Linked DNA regions of Mus musculus: regions 1, 3 and 4 are each linked to region 2. A link is a contact called in public Hi-C, HiChIP or PLAC-seq and promoter capture Hi-C data. All regions are on one chromosome and are shown on one strand. The core of a region is the stretch at or near the end of the contact, and the rest is flanking DNA. Distances in the headings are between cores, read along the strand shown. Region 1 overlaps Inpp4a (inositol polyphosphate-4-phosphatase, type I). Region 2 holds the start of Sema4c (sema domain, immunoglobulin domain (Ig), transmembrane domain (TM) and short cytoplasmic domain, (semaphorin) 4C). Region 3 overlaps Inpp4a (inositol polyphosphate-4-phosphatase, type I). Region 4 holds the start of Mgat4a (mannoside acetylglucosaminyltransferase 4, isoenzyme A).

What was found. Promoter capture Hi-C pulls out the DNA fragments that hold promoters and counts their contacts. A called contact is a pair of places that touch in the nucleus more often than the background predicts. HiChIP or PLAC-seq counts read pairs in DNA pulled down with a chosen protein or histone mark.
Region 1: a contact with region 2 is called in an H3K4me3 HiChIP or PLAC-seq map of embryonic stem cells, with 5 times the contacts expected there. The contact joins the enhancer-like site here to the promoter of Sema4c in region 2. A contact is called at or near these places in 6 of 39 promoter capture datasets (embryonic stem cells, hippocampal neurons, liver and 2 more), 3 of 115 datasets of contacts at active chromatin or transcription factors (embryonic stem cells and stem cell-derived neural progenitor cells) and 2 of 9 other capture datasets (adipose tissue and embryonic stem cells).
Region 3: a Hi-C map of bone marrow-derived macrophages shows a contact between it and region 2, with 11 read pairs. The contact joins the enhancer-like site here to the promoter of Sema4c in region 2. A contact is called at or near these places in 1 of 39 promoter capture datasets (liver) and 1 of 484 Hi-C or Micro-C datasets (bone marrow-derived macrophages).
Region 4: a contact with region 2 is called in a promoter capture Hi-C map of embryonic stem cells, with 3 times the contacts expected there. The contact joins the promoter of Mgat4a here to the promoter of Sema4c in region 2. A contact is called at or near these places in 4 of 39 promoter capture datasets (embryonic stem cells, hippocampal neurons, liver and 1 more), 2 of 484 Hi-C or Micro-C datasets (B cells and embryonic stem cells), 2 of 115 datasets of contacts at active chromatin or transcription factors (astrocytes and pancreatic cancer cells) and 2 of 9 other capture datasets (adipose tissue and liver).

Annotation. Positions count from the first base shown.
Region 1 is chr1:37,407,590-37,411,657 of GRCm38.p6, forward strand. It overlaps Inpp4a (inositol polyphosphate-4-phosphatase, type I), which reads left to right. Exons shown (of 26, transcript NM_030266.4): 26 at 538-3,151. The coding sequence ends at 670. Among named protein-coding and RNA genes, the nearest start is that of Coa5, 20 kb to the right of the region's middle. Within about 2 kb of position 2,247, at least 12 of the 459 cell types and tissues checked have an H3K27ac peak or open chromatin away from gene starts, as enhancers often do. A contact at or near this core is called in embryonic stem cells, where this site is marked.
Region 2 is chr1:36,555,728-36,559,695 of GRCm38.p6, forward strand. Sema4c (sema domain, immunoglobulin domain (Ig), transmembrane domain (TM) and short cytoplasmic domain, (semaphorin) 4C) reads right to left here and starts at 2,654. Exons shown (of 15, transcript NM_001126047.3): 1 at 2,289-2,654; 2 at 205-350. The coding sequence starts at 313.
Region 3 is chr1:37,343,456-37,347,421 of GRCm38.p6, forward strand. All of the region lies in intron 1 of Inpp4a (inositol polyphosphate-4-phosphatase, type I), which reads left to right. Among named protein-coding and RNA genes, the nearest start is that of 4930439A04Rik, 11 kb to the left of the region's middle. Within about 2 kb of position 1,271, at least 25 of the 459 cell types and tissues checked have an H3K27ac peak or open chromatin away from gene starts, as enhancers often do. A contact at or near this core is called in bone marrow-derived macrophages, where this site is marked.
Region 4 is chr1:37,539,440-37,543,355 of GRCm38.p6, forward strand. It overlaps Mgat4a (mannoside acetylglucosaminyltransferase 4, isoenzyme A), which reads right to left and starts at 1,577. Exons shown (of 16, transcript NM_173870.3): 1 at 1,526-1,577.

The DNA of each region.
Region 1 (4,068 bases), core at 997-3,496, 850 kb after region 2:
GAACTGATGCCCCTAGTTGGAGACAGATTGATCAGAGCAGCCTCCTCAGCCAGAAGGTTTTTGGTATCTGTTGAATTCTGCAAGGAAATCAGCATGTGGAGTTTGTAATGGTCACAGCTTTGCTAGCATACACAAGGTACAGTGTTTCAGAAGCCATGCTAGGAGTAAAATATGCCCATTCATTCAATTTACTGTCTAACAATCTTTGAGCCACAGGTTATTCTAGAACCCAGATAACCAAACCCAAGATGCACGCAAAATCATGTATTTTTAAAGAATTGTGTCTGCTTAGATACAACATGGCTCTGGAACTCCCAGCCCACAGCCGCATCCAGCATGTGTCCGTCTCTGTGCTTCTTAGCTGCTTTGTTCGGAACCACCATCTTTCGTGTGTGCTTATTGTAAATCAGTCCAGCAGCCATTGTAATTTATCCTTTTTTAATGCTATGGAAATAATCAGTTCATTTCATCTTAGTTTTAAGTCTTTTCTTTTTTCCTTTTTTACTGCTGTCATTTCTTGTGCTTGTTTTTCCCCAGTGAGGGTTGTCGGCGAGAAAACACAATGAAGAATGTTGGAAGTCGCAAATATGCATTTAACTCCCTGCAGCTGAAGGCCTTCCCCAAGCATTACAGGCCTCCAGAAGGGACTTACGGAAAAGTTGAGACATGAACACACGGTTTCCTCTAATTAGCTGTTACGTAATCAATGTGGGTCCCTGTAGTGTCACATAAGATTCTTCAAGAAGACCTGAAGGATTGGCTTTTATTTTTGTGTTTTTAAAGACACGTCACTGAAGAGTGTATGGAGCATGATTTTGTGCTGGAATCTGTAGGGTCACATGTGGGTCAATAGCGTGGATAGTAATGGCTGCTCTCAACACCAGCTTTCAGCTGTCACTGTACCGTTAATGTCATAGTTCCTAGATGCCAGCTAGGTCTGCTAAAACTCCAGCAGACTTTTCAAATATCCACTTAGCCCTGCTCACCCCGTTTATTTTTCTATTCAGTAACTCACAGGTGAGCATTGACTTAAACTCTGCTTTAAAAAGGACTGAATATAAAACAGGAAGTACCTACCCCCTTACACTTCAGGTCCTTGGTAGAACAGTAGATGTTAACTCAGCTTGGGGGAAAAGAACCTCCAAGCTATGAGAGAGGCTGGTTCTAGTGGCCCTCAAAGGCCGCCAGGTTCTGTGAAACCCAAAGTAGAAAGAAAGCTTGGTTGGTCATATCAGGAGCTCACACACCTGGGGCCACACTGTTCCTGCCCCTTACAAGTCATAGATGAGTGTTTGCTTGAGATGTAAAGCCAGCTGTGAGGTCCCTGGACGCTGCTTCCCACCCCACCTCCACCCCTGTATGCTCCATGTATATTTAGCTCTACCCCACAGGGTGTATCTCCCTTTGTTCTCTGGCAATCAGGACCTTCAATGTGGCTTGTCATGGGTCTGGGAGACAACTCTCCAGATGGAGATTTAGAGCCGGAGAGACAGTCGAAACTTAGATATTTTCAGAATAAATGTGCTTCTGGGAACTTTCTAATAATCTTCCAGAGGCTGTATATTATGTTTGAATGTCTAGAGAAAGGGTCTTAGTTTCTGGTTTGCAATGATGGTTAAGTCTCCCTTCTGTTTCACAGCTATTGAGAAACAGTTAAACCTGTCCCCTACCTTGAGAGTCTAAGAGGAGATTATGGGACAGGAAATGAGGGATTTCATACACTTTAGTCTGTTCATCTTTTACAAGGTGATGATGAGTCTTATCTGCACGTGGCAGATTCTTTTCCTTAGAGATTTATGTTTTATAGGTTCTGTTCATCGTAATTCTGTTTATATGTTATTTAAAAGGCTGTAAAAAAGAAGTGTATCTGGACTGTATTCATGACACTGATACTAATGGTCTGTGACCACCATGGGATTCTTAGAGAAGTCTAGCTAGTTTTTTCTTGTTTTGTTTTTTTGTTTTTTTTGTTTTTGTTTTGTTTTGGTTTTTTGTTTTTTGTTTTTTTTTTTTTTTTTTTTTTTTTTTTTGGCTCCTTTTAGAAACAGGTAACAGCTTGGATCTGGGACATTTGAGGCTTAAGCAGGACCAGTCTTGGCAAGAGTCAGGGAGGGTGCAGGCATCCCTCTCCATAAGTGCAGACAGCCTCCTGTCTCCCCTGCCTGCTGGGAGGAAGATGTGCTCTGCTAAGGGGTGGTGTGGCTCACTGCCCCACCCTCTAGGCAGGGCTGTGGAAGGTGAGAGCCAGGAAGCTCTCTTCCCCTAACCCTCCTCCCAGGCCTGCTCTGCTGGTATCAGATTGGCCTGAAGCCCCAGGCCTGATCAAAGATGGCTGAGTCTCAGTGTGGCTGGTTGAGCCTTTTAACTCTTGGTTGGTTCATTTACTCTTAGTCTTTTGTTTTTTGTTTGTTTGGTTTTGCTCATTTTGACATCACTGCCTTTTAGAAATATTTCTTCAGGTTTTAGAATTAAATGTTTCCCACGTTCTCCAGCTTTCCTTTCTGTCCAAAGGGCATTTGACCTGTCCACACTTACAAAGGGAACGGGCGGGGCTGACGCATCCGTAGGCTTCTGGATGGGAACTCTTTTCGCCGTTTCTGTTTTATAATATGAATCACTGTAAAACTCTAAGACTTGGCTAATCACAGAAAAGATTGTGGCTTCAGTGTTTTCTCTGAAGGCTTTGTGACTGGTTTCCAGAGCCTCACACATGCCTGGAAGGGTCATCTCGCACAGCGTGGGCTCAGCAAGCTCCTGGGCTGCGCACAGGGGCCAAGCTGTTCCCTGCAGGAGGAAAAGAGTTTTCCAGACGGCCCGTCCTGCTTCTATCCCCATTTAAAGGAACGTGCAGTCTCCGGTCAGCTGGGAATGCCGTGCGGATCCTGTCAGAGCTCCTGCAGCTCAGCTGCCTTTACTGTCCTTTAAAGATGTAAAGATGTTGTACAGAACTGTTTCCTCTCCCGACACTTGGATTTGCCCAGCTTAGTGCATTTAAATACTTTTATTTATTTATTTGTTTGGGACAGTATTAATATATATGAACATATAGTCACTGTTTTATATATTCTTAGCTTATTCAAAGCCATGTATGCTGTAAATGTGCTTGTCTTTAGAATGATAAATAATAAAACTGACAAGAACATTAAACTGAGTCTCACTTGATTCAGTCTCCTACACTGCAAGGATGTCCTCCAGCCAGCGCCAGACTGGTAGTCATGCCTGGGCTTGGGGGCCAGGGCTCAGAAGCCTGCAAGTGGGGGTCAGGAGAGATTACAGTCTTTTTAAACATGTTTTTAGCAAGTTTGAATTAAGGTGTATGGTTAAGAATGGGGACATCATCAACTGGGGGACAGAGGTGGGAGTACAGGAGTCAGCTCCCAGTGGCTGGCTCATTCTAAACTTGCTCTTAAGGATCCCAAGAGGGAGAAATAGCTTCTTATAGGTGCCTGAAGCTATCTTTATACATTTTTAATGCTATTTATTTATTGTGGTATATGATAATATTTATGCATTTTAATACTATTTATCTATTTGTATGCGGGTGTGGGATATGTAGTGTGTGAGTGTGCATGTATGTGTATGTATGGAGTATGTGAGGTGGTTTATGTATATGAGTGTATGCATATGTGTGTGTGTGTGTGTGTGTGTGTGTGTGTGTGTGTGTGTATGAGTGTGTGTGTTTCTGGTGTCCCCATACACTCATGTCAGAGTTAGAGGTCAGCTCCTAAGAGTCAGTTCTCTTCTCCTCCCACGGGGAGTCTTGGTGAGCTCAGATGGTCAGGTGTGTCAGCAACTGGCGTTCCCATCGAGCCACCTGTCAGTTGTCACTTAAATACACCCTCTCCTTAAAGGCCCGTGTGACCCGGTATGTTAAGATCAGGAAGGAAGATAGTCAAGTATGCTACGTTTTCTAAGGGGAAATGGAAAGCTTGGGAGTTCATTCCCACGGGCGCTGAGCAGATGAGAGATAGATACGGAAGCTTCTGTTTATGGACACTACACTGCCCGGGGCATCCTTGGATGCAAATGGACCTGACCAGGACGGCCACCCATGGGGGTCAGCAGCAG
Region 2 (3,968 bases), core at 1,404-3,903:
GCACTACCAGTTCTGGGCCCCTGGGGCCACTCGCGTTTCTTAGAAAGCCACAGCCACACATATCGGTGTAAAGGTGCATGCTTGGGGGTAATTCCTCAGCAGCAGCTCCTTCCTGCAAGCAAGCATCACTCCCCTCCTCGCCCTTCCCCCAGCAGTCTATCCCAGCCTCCCTCTGGCCCTGCCTCCCATGCTTCAGGCACTCACCCCCAGAAGATACTGTCTTCCGGGGCACAAGGTTCCACCACATCTCAGCCCCGATGCCCAGGCCCCACAGCCCTGCTGCCAGCAGCCAGACAGCCCAGTGTGGGGCCATGGCAGACACCCAGGGTCTAAACTTCAGTCCAGCAGCCCTGCTGAAGGAAAAGAAACTGGTCAGCATCACAGACCGGAAGGGGGCCCGCACCAAGAGACAAGCAACACAGGACGCACACTGGAACAAACCTCCCCCAGAGCCTTTACATCTCCTCCTGATCCTGCAACTGGCCTCTGCCCACAAGAGCCCTGGGGGTCTCCCAGAAGAGCAAGGAGAGGAACTTAGTCAGCAAGCACTAGGCGTGGGCAGTCATCAAAAGCCGCCTGTGGCCTCCAGGCCATCCCTACTCCCTCCCTTCAACAGGGAGTTGTGTGGAAAAAAATAAAAGAGGGACTCCCCCTCATTGGCTCCTTCTGGCCTTAAAGGTTTCAGAGTTTCTTACAATAACCATAAAAAACAGGGCTTGCTACCAGTGGGACCCAGGCCAGCCCCAAGACCTAATTCGGGGAGATATACCCCTTATTCAGCAGCCGCAGGCAGCCGGTTGGGCAAAGAGCTTCAGTGGGGGACTTGGTGAAGCAGGCAGCGTGTAGAGTTCCCGGCCCCAGCCCGTCCCCTCCCCCAGCGCAGACAATAGCCGGGCAGAGCCCAAACCCGGTTCCACATCAGCAGGGCTGGAGTAGGAGTGGGGCCGGGAACCAAATGGGCCCAGCTTCCGAGGCCCCTTTGTTGCCCAAGAGGGAGGCAGGAAGTGGGTGGGATGGGCGTGGAAATGACCAGGACCAGTCCTGTTTCTCCAACAGCCTTCTACAAGACACTGACCCTCCCGCAGAGAGGCGACCGGGCCACGAGTCAGTTCCAGGCTTCTGTCTGGGAATCTCCTCGCCTCCGCGAGAGCGGGATCGTGGAGGGAAGTGAAATGGGTTGGGGAGGCCGAAGCGGGGTTCTCCTGGACAACAGGGGATGCCCACAAATGATCGTCAAGGGCTGCGTCCCCTCCTCCCCGGCTCTGACGAACGTTCTTAACTCCGGGATTGCACCTCGGGGACCATGCACTAGGCAGTAGGCAAACGGAACGGATCTCCACTAATCTAGACGCTAGGGGCTGGGAACAGAGATGCAGAATCTGAGGATTGCACCCCAAAACAAAGGTTCCTAGCCAAGACCCGGTCTCGGTCTCCCTACTGTGGACTCTCCCCTCCCCCAGCTCCGGGGATTTGAATGCAAACAAAGCGGCAGCGCTGGGAGCGTGGCAAAGCCGGGCTTGCGGACGCCCCCTGTCGGCCAAGAACCTCCGCGCGGGAAGGGCGGGGGGCTGGGGCTGCCTTCCCCGGAGCAGTCCCCCCTGACACACCCTCAGTTTCCTCTCTGCCAATTACCCTAGGCTGGGGTCAAAACCCGGTGGTGCGCTCCGAGAATCTGCAGGCGTAGCGGTGACCCAACCCCCAAGCTCTTCCCGAAGCAAGGGACACGGACAGCCAAGGGGATGGAGGGGTGCAGGACCAGGATTTGCACCCCACACTTGCACACCCGGTCGTGGATTGCGGCGCTCCAGAGAGGGACCGGGCGGCGGAGCTTTGGCTAGGGGGCTGGTTCTCAGTGCCAGCCCGCCTCCGGAGCAGAACGGGAGGGCGGGGGGCCGCGCTAGGGAAATCCGATCCCACAACATCGGCCACGGTCCAAGCCCGCCCCTAACTTTCCGTCGAGGTGGGGGGAACCCGAGCAGTTCGCGAGCCTGGCAAAGATTCGGACCGCGCGCTGGACAGCCCAAGGGTCCCCCACTGCCCCTAGCGCTGTCCGTACCCCCAGGCTCCCGCTGCTCCGGCCAGTGGAGCTGCAGGCACTGCTTGCCTTGATGCCGATCGCCACTGGGCAGCCCGCGGCGGACTCAAGAGGGACCCGGATCGGACAGCTGTCTTTGCTGTCGCCCCGCCCTGCACCCCTAGACGCTGTCCTCTAGCGCGCGCGCTAGCCCCTACCCAAGCAAGGGGACAAAGCAGCGGCCCCGGGGCCCCACCGCTCCGGCCTCACTCACCTCTTTCGTGCAGCTCCAATCCCTGGGCGCTGCCCTCGCGTTTGACTCCGGCCACCGTCCTCCCCTGCCCCCGCGCCGCTCCAGACTGCGCCCGCCCGCCAGCACGCTAAGGCTGTCCCGTGCCACCGCCCCTCGGTCTCAGCACGGCTCTCGGCGCCCCTGAGCTCGGATTCGGCGCTCCACCGCGCCGGGCGCCGGTTCTTTCTCCGCTGCAGCCGCCGCCACCGCCGCTCTCCGCCCCCAACCCCTTGACGTCAGGCAGAGGGTGTCGAGTGGTGGCCGGGGGCGGGACGCGAAGGCCCGCCCAGGAGGGGGCTGCGACCCGCTGCCTTGCTTACCCGGCACTGAGGCTTGGGGACCCTTTACGACTCTTGCAGCTCGTGAGTCAAGGTCTGCGCCACAGCGGCCGGAGGCGGGGAGGGGGCGGGGTGGGGGGCGGGGAGGGACTCCAGGCGTTGCCACCGGGAACTGCACGAACTGCACTCACCTGGTGAAGTGTGCCTTCAAGTCCTGAGGCGGGATGGGCTCTCTGGAAGGGTTGAGGGGCTTCCCCACGCTCCAGTTACGGGAACGAAAACTGGCAAACCATTTTGGGACTTGTACCCGAAGGGGGTGGCGTAGCAAGAGAAGAAACTGAAGGTTCTCTCAGGTGCTAACCACAGTGGTCAGTCTTTTGACTCCAAAGTTGTCCTCCTTTCTGGCCCTAACCCTTGGACTGGAAGGAGCAGCTCACAGGCAGAGGAGACCCCAAGACTGCAGGCAGCTCCTAGTTTCCAGGCTCCAGCAGAGCCTACCCCCGGGAAATGACTCTTGGTGTGGCTTGGAAGGCTGATTAACTAGAGGCACGAGCGCGCCACGGTTCAGATGAAAGAGGCTGGAGGGAGCCACGCAGCGAACCACCACCACCTTCAGAACTGCCAGCCTCCGCCCACAGGCGCTCCTAGAAGTAACTTGTAGCTGTGGCCTCCTGGACGGTGCTGGCTGGCAAATCCTTCCAGCCAGCTGGTCCTCCAGTGGGCAGGTGGACTGAGAAACCTCGGGGAAACTGCCCCAGCGGTACCTGGAGACCACCCCTAACCAGAATCAAAGGACAGGGACGAAGGGAAGGAGGCCTGGAGGTTTCTGTGGTAACTTTGAGCCCCAGGGGGCAGTCCCGGAGGGGAAAAAACACTTCAGACCCCATAAGTAAAATCTGGAGTATAAATCAGTCCGACAGCAGCTTTTGTTCTGGGCTAAAACGTGGCACCTGAGAAGTGAAGAGCAGAAGAGCAATGGGAGTAATCGAGAATGGCAGCCCAGTTTGGTTTCAGTAACAATTGGGTCTTTACTGGGACACAGAAGGGCCCCTTCTCCCTCGCTGGCCAGAGCCACGTTTCCCAGCTCCTTTCCATTAGGAAACAAAGCTGTGACCTCAGAGATAGGAGGCAGGCCAGCTATTGCCAGGGGTGGGCAGGGAGGGTGTCCTATGGAAGCTGGCCAGGGAGGGAGCCATGCACACTCCTCTTGACCAGGCTCCTGTTCATCTACTAAGGGCAAGCCCCACTCCAAGCTCAGGATTCGCTAAAAGCTAAGACTCCTCAGCTCCAGGAGGCTGAAACAGGACTTCCAAGCCAGCTACTGTTTCTCTCACTGAATAAGAGATTAAGCAAGATACAAACAAACAAACAAAAAAAGGGCTCA
Region 3 (3,966 bases), core at 21-2,520, 790 kb after region 2:
CTGTGAGCTACCATATAGGTGCTGGGTACTGAACTTGGGTCCTTTACAAAAATAAGTGCTTTTAATTCCGCTATCTCTGCAGCCCCACACTTGCTTTCTTATCTGAGATTCTACAGACTCTGAAGAAGGGGATATCTTTTCCACTGTGTGACTGTGAACATGGCTCCAAGGTTAAGCTTTCCATAGTCAGACGCTTGGGATGTACTTAAGTAGTTAGTTATAATAGTTAGTTATAATAGTTCGATGGTTGTGCTAAGGACTTAGTTGCAATAGTTCATGTAGTAGGTTTAAGATTAAAAAATAAAGAAAAGTGCTGAACAGTGGTGGTGCATGCCTTTGATTTCAGCAGAGGCAGGTGGATCTCTGAGTTTGAGGCTAGCCTGGTCTACACAGGGTTTCCAGCACAGCCAGGGATACACAGAGAAACCCTGATTGAAAAAAAAAAAAAACAAATAAACAAACATAAAAAGAAATAAAGGAAGAGCCAGGCAAGGTGGTGCAAACGTTTAATTACAGCACTGAGGAGGCAGAGACAGGGGCATGCCTATGAGTTCAAGACCATCCAGGATCACACAGATCAAAAACAAACAAATAAAATACAAATTGACAGCCCTGAAAACATACATAAAAATAACATTTTACAAACTGAACAGGGTTTGTTTATATATTTAGAGGGGCGTGTGTAACAACAATTACAGAAAAAGATAGAGTTGAAAGAGAACAAGTTGAGGGATACACCGGAGAGTTTGTGAGGAAGGAGAAAGGATGTAATTATAATCTCAAAATTAAGACCCACAGTTCAAGGTCAGGCTTGGCTCAGGATGCAGCAGCATCCACAGCACCTGTGTGAGATGGTAGCAGGGACATCAGCGTCCTTCCTGCCTTAGCCTTGCTGGTTGCACAGAGTGACTGGGACAAGTCTCCTCTATTTTGTGAACATGGATGTCCTCATAGCAACAGGAAGCAGTGACTTCCCCGCTGTGGGCAGGCTTTGCTGTGGACACAGGACAAAACCCAGGAAATGTGGTTGCTTTCATTTGGCCACCTCCATCGATGCAGCGTACATACCCAGGTAAGGAGGTGATATTTAGGGATGAGGAAGCCATGTCTGGTAGGGTAGCCTAAATTGCCTAGAGTTTGTGATGAGACCAGATAGCTAAATAAAACCCTCAACCATACCAAGAGCTGAGAAGTCCTGACATTGTGTTCTGTGTGTCGACCATGTGACCATTATTTTTCTTGCCTCATGTTTGTGGTTTAGCCATGCCCTACACAGTTGCTGTGCAGCAATGTCAAGAGTGTTTGACGACACTTTTAGGATCTTTTGTTCAGTGCAGGGTGTCTGTCTTCAGACTTCACTTTCTATACCCTCACACTGTGCTCTAGAATAATGTGTCTCACACCTGCTCACTTGGGTGTGTGTTTGCCTGTAGGACCCTAGTCCTCTTGAACCCCAGGCTTGGGGCAGAGGTAGTCAATACTTGTGCTCTTCTATAGCCTGAATTCTCCAGGTGAGAGAATATTTCACCCGATGGAGGCCCAGTCCTCCTCTCCACTGCCAGTGTCCTACCAAGGAGTCAGGGCTCAGATGGGCTGGTAAGGGGAGGCTCAAAGGACCTGGAGGATATACCTGCTGCATGCTGATTTCCTCAGTTTCTTTTTTCTACAGGTTTCTTCCAGCTGGACATGAAAGTAGTTGTTAAAAGTGAATCTTGGGGGCTGGAGAGATGGCTCAGTGGCTAAGAGCTCTTGCTGCTCTCACAGAGGACCCAGGTTCAGTTCCCAGAACCCATATCAGGTTGCTCACATCTGCCTATAATTCCAGTTTTAGGAGATCTGACACTTCTGGCTTCTGTAGGCAGGCAGGCAGGCAGGCAGGCAGGCAGGCAGACAGGCAGACAGACACACACACACACACACACACACACACACACACACACACACACACACGTGAATCTTGATGGTACATTTTCCCCAATCCCTTTACCACCCAGCTGCTATCCATTTTTAAAATGTAGAAGCAGACATAGATTTTAAACAGCGTTCACGGTCACTGCTGGTGGTGACAGCTAATCTCCATTACTTTGTGGGAGCTTTTAGTTTCTTTGCTGTTGCCATTTCAGAGCTCAGCTGCAGATTGTGGAGAAAGGGGTGATGGTAAAGGTCCTCATGACACCTTTCCTCTTACTGGCCAGTTTGCAAGCAGTGCACAACCGCCATGCGGATCTTTCTGGAACAAGCTGTAGCAAAAGGAAGACAGTGGCAGCCACGGTGTTGAGTGGCTCCACAGCTGTACCACTTAGGAGGAGGTCAGAGACCCAGCAGGTGGTGAAGGATGCCTCCCCTACCTCCTCCAGAAAGACATGGCACACTGCCTTTAAAGCCTCCGATGTCTTTAGTTCCTGTTGCTGTTGGGTTTTATTTATACAGGAACTAAAGACATTGGAGTGCATCTCTAAGGGCTTGTGAGCATGGGCTGTTACCTCTAGTTGTGCTGATGCCAAACCTGTCTGTGGGGTCCCTGGAGACCCCTGGGATGCCCTGCCTGTGTTGCTTGGTGGGCACCATCTTGACCCATCCATACCTGTCCTGAACAGGGCAGTTTCCTACAAGGTGTGTCCCAAGCAAGCAAAGGTTTGTGCTCAAAAGCCTGTCCAGTGAGAGAGCTTCAAGAGTGCCAGTACTTTGCAGATTTGTTTAAAGAATTAAGATCCTAAGAGGTTCCTCATTGCCTCTGAGTTGACCCTTTCTGGCTTCCCAGCCCTGCCTTCTCTGTCCCTTAGAATGCTGTACATTCCTGTTGCTTCAATTACTGCTTCCCCTAAATATGCACATGGTTAAAGTCACTATGCCCACCCCTCACCTGCAGACCAGTTTCACCAGGTTCAGGCCTCCTCGTTTCCCTCATAGTGCAGGGTCCACTGTAAAATGACTTAACACTTTCTTACATCATTGACTCAGTTGTGTGTGCTCCAGAAGGGCCTGGTGTGGTAACAGCTGTTAAGCAAGTGAAGGTGAAGCTGTGACCCCAGCTGTGGGTGCAGAGCATTAATCTAGGCCGCTGAGCCAGGTGGACAGGGGAGAGCAGAGAGACTACCATAGAGCCAGCCCATCAGAATCACTGTCTGTCCCCTGCCTCTGGGGCCCTCTTTTGTTGGAATGATCTTTGATAGTGCAAGAAGAATTGTCACCTGTAGGGAGGATGTGGAGCATGAGAGTGACAAGGGCCAGCTGGTGCCTTACCTCCCTCGTTGAGATTGGTCAGCAGCAGCATTGGAAGGGCAGCTCTAGAAGTTTCCTCAAAGAAGTACATCGACCTGAGTCATGGCTCAAAAGCTGTTTAAAATTTTCTTTCCTCTGTGGGTTTCCATCATTTCTGCTGCTGTCAGCTTGCAGTAGCAACTATAGCCTGGCCACCTTGGGACAGACACTCAGAAGGGCCCAATGCTAGTTACCTTCTTGTTGTGATAAAGTACCCAACAACAGCTTAAAGGAAGGGCCGTTTGTTTGAAGTGGATGGCAGCAGGAACATGTGGTTGGTCCTCACCTCACCCCATCTGGGAGGAGCAGGAAACAGAGAAAGAAGCATGTTGATGATCACCTGCCTCTCCCCTTCCTTCATTTAGTCTAGGACCCTAGGCCATGATATGGTACCACCTACATTGACAGCAAGTCTTCTTGCCTCAGTTAAATCTCTCTGGAAATACCCACAAAGCCGTGCTCCAGAGTTGTGTCACCTTGGTGATTCCCAATCCAGTCACATTGTAGATGAAGACTGTGCCATTTCACCAAACACAAAATGGTATTAACAACTGATTAGCTGAAACTATAGACCAACTCTCCAGGGATGTCCTATATGACAATCCAGACCACTATCTCCAAGTCCTCAACACTCCAACCCCCTCACCCTCCCTTTAATGAGAACGTGGAATGAAGTCTGTCACTGTCTGCCAAGTGTTCTCTCCA
Region 4 (3,916 bases), core at 327-2,826, 980 kb after region 2:
TGAAATCTCCAGAGAGGAGGAAACAGAACACACCTCGTACCCTTAAACCACCCCAGGCAGCTTGAGGCTGGCTCGTTAGACACAGGTGACCTACATTTGTGTCCGAGGCCACATATGTGAATACTTATCTACCGCCCTTACCTTAAGACTGTCCTGGCTATATTAATTGATAACAACCAAGTCTTTGAACAAAAAAATGACTACGTAACTAGCCATTCCTCCATCCTCCAAAAGAGGCTTCAACTCTAAACCGCAGAATGAGGAATATGTTTTGTTAATAGATTTAACAATCTTGCATCTGGGTTTGTTTTTTTTTTTTAATTAAGTTTTTAAAGTGTTCTCTGAAATATCCCATATGTTCCACGGCTAAGAACACTTTGGTTAACATTTGGTAGAGTCCTTCATCAGCATCCCACAGACAAAACAGAGGTGCCTGAAAGAACAAGAGGCACGATTCATGACACCCCGGATCAATGAACACCATGACGTAAGCCTGCACAACTTTATAAACCGCAATTATGAAAAACTCATGCCCTTTCCACTTAGAGAACATAAATATTTCTTTTATACAGCTTACATAATTTCATTGTCTAGTATGTGTTATGATTTACACTCAGGGGTTAATGGAACCTATGTCACCATAACCTGTTAGTAAAACTATTCTTTAAGCATTTGGAAGAGAAAGGAGCCTGAACCACAGAGCGCGTGTTACATGATTCTAAATTTAGATTTTTACATTCAAGTGAATAACCATGTCATTCTTTTATCTTTTACTAAATAATTTGTCGGCAGCAAAAAGCACAACAGCAAAATAGATGGCAGGCTCGAAGAAGATAACATACCATCTACAGCTATTTCCGAATTCTAAATGTAAGCCGTGAACCCGCTCCTGAGATCACAACGCTTAGAGAAATAAAAGCGGGCGCGGGAAGCGTACCACTGCCACCACTTAACGCCAAGCCTTCCAGACATCACCTGTCACACCTGGAGGGGTCCGAGACCCCACCTGAGGTCGGGGAGGGGATCCCACTCGCCGCTTCCATGGGATGGAGGAAACCCAGGCCTGGGAGGAATCCGGGCTCGCTCCCCCCGTACCTCCCGGAACATCTTAGTTCCCCGCAGGCAAGCGGCCCCCGCCCTACCTGCCCCGCGGCGGCGCCACCTCCAGCCCCCCAGCCCCCCAGCCCTCCAACCCTCCAGCCTTCCAACCCTCCAGTCGCGGGATCCTGCCCGCAACTCTTGGTCTCGGTGCACGCGCACACAGCACTGCACTTTCCCGGTGCTCCGGGACCGCCCGAGGCTCCAGGCCAACCACCGGGAAGGAGCGCAGCACCGAGGGGCTGCGGCTGCGGCGAGGCGCGGAGGGCGGCCGGCCCGCGCCCCGCTCCCGGTTCCGAGGCCCGGTGCGCGCGCGATCGGACGGCGGCCTCGGGACGCCCCGCCTCAGCCACCAGCAGGTGGGTGTTCCGCGGACCCCGCCGTACTCCTCCTGGCCGCCCCCTGCCCGGCGCCCCGCGCTCCTCACCTGCCGCGGGCCAGGGCGCTTCTGCCGCGGCCGCCGGCGTCGCTGCTGGAGCCGCCTCCGCCGCCGCGGGCCGCGCGCCCCGCCCTCGCCAGGGACAGCCCCTGCCCAGCCCCCGCCCCAGTTCCCGCCAGCCATTGGCCGCCACTTCCCTAAGCGCCCCGCCGCCGCTGCCAGTGGCCGGCCAGCCTGTCACTCAACGGCGCAATAGAGCAGCCTATATATTTCTCCCCAGCCCCTTTTTGCATCGGTGTTGCGGCCGGGGCTGGAGCGCAGCCGCCACATCTGGCTTGTACCCTCCGGCCTGAGCGCATGCAACCTCGGGAGGCAACAAAGGCCCCAGTGAGCCCACGGAATACAACCTGGTCACCATGGCCTTTCCTCCTAGCTCTGGGTCCCATCTTCTGGCGGTCCAGGCGCGGTGACAGGTCCTGGCTCTAATCCAACCATAGCTTCCAAGGCCCGCTGTTCCAAGCATTACACTGCCAGCATCAGTGAGGAGCATCGTTATCCTCCAGCTTCCAGGAGGAGGCAGAGACGCAGGGAGGACCATTTGGAGCAACTAGAAGCAACAAATATGACTAGGGTTTAAAGGCACACCACTCAGTGCTAATGTCCCCGATTTTTCTACTATGCAGTGTTAGTCTTCCCTTCTCTCTTGAGCACGTGTCAGATGACCATTTCTTAAAGTTTAAAACTGGTTTCAGATCGAAATGGATGGACATCTATAGAAAACGTGAGTGGCCTGCCCCTGTGCACGTTATCTGTTAGCTATCAAGCCTGGCATATATTAAGATCTTTAATTGCTTCTTACCATAATCCCGGCAAATCTTTAATTGCTTATCATATATGTTAATCCCCATTTCTCACAGATGAGCTTAAAAGGTTAAAGAGTTTACCTGTGGTTACAGAGCTAATAAGATAAGAGATGTGTCTGTCCTCCCTGTTACCATAATCCTCCCAACAACACTGCAAAGACATACAAGAAATCAAAAAACTAGGAAACAGCCTTGTTCCTGGCAAACACCAAGGCAATAAATATCTGGATCAGAAGACGACAGTAATTCAAAAATAGAAAACTCTAGTATACAACATCGGAATGAGGGGTTTTTGTTTTTGGGGGGGACGTTTTTTTTTTGTCTCAAAATTAAGTGTTTAATAATTAGCTATTATATTTATAGGTTTCTCAGCTCTCCTGTGGTGAGATTTCTCTCCGTTGTTCCTAAGCTGTTTTCAAAATCCCAAAAGAGGCTCACAGTCTTCTTCCCCCAGCTCTGCACCAGCCGGGGTATGGGAGAAGCATGATAAACCCAGTGGCAGCTTTGCTTTCTACTTTGGGGGGAAATAGAGCTAAATTCCCTGTATAACTGTGCCTAAAACATTGACAGTTAGCAACCCAGCACTAGACTTCAAGATGGACACAAGCACTATAGATGGAACCCCTACCAGACACAGCGTCTGAAACACGGTTGGGGTGAATTGCTAATTCTCCTGTCAGCATAGACACACCAGGCCTTGCTACCTTTCTACTGTTCTGAGTGTCAGATCAGTTCACAGCTTCAAGCAGAGGAAGAAAATACTCGACAGGAGAGAAACAGCCCTTGAGCTATGTTAGGGTCAGCTAAAAGACTGAGCAACACAGACAGTCATTTTTCCGATATCCCAATGTTATACAGAGAGAAACTAGAGAATTTCATGGATACAAATAGTTATTTAGGCAACTAACCGCGATTAAACCCAATTCTCCTTAATTCAGAGACTTCTGCTTCTCTGTTTCCATTTTCACCTTTAGCAACCCACCAGCTATCGGATGACTGAATGAATCTTAAAAAGACCTATTTCCGCTTTCTCTATTTTTTCCCCCCTGGTAAAGGAAGGGAATGAGAGTGTTCACAGACATTTTCTAAGCAAAGATCAAGGTCAGATGAGAGGAGAAAAAGGAAAAGATACGATGTGGGTACGGACTGGAGTGGTACCTTCAGGAAGAGTACATATTCAGACTCTGTAAACAGGGAAACATCAGAAGTTAAAAGAAGCAATAGACATCCATGAATTGAAGACCTTTTATAATATCTTCTGTGCATTTATTCAGTGTGGGGTCACAAGCATGCCAAGGCACTCACACAGAGGGCAGGGGGCAACTTGTGGGAGTTTGTGCTGTAGAGAACTAGGGATTAAACTCAGGTGGTCAGGCTCCACAGCAGGAGCCTTTAAAGGCTGAGCCATTAAAAACACAAAGAGGTAGAGGGATGCCTTTTTCATTCTTCATTGCCCTTCATCTGGCAGAAGGACAGTTTTTCTAAGAAACTTTAGTCCCTGCCATGATTAAACTTGTCTCTATTCACATTGTTGAGAAGAAGCTGTGGCATTCAGTTGGTTGAGCTAAGAAACTGT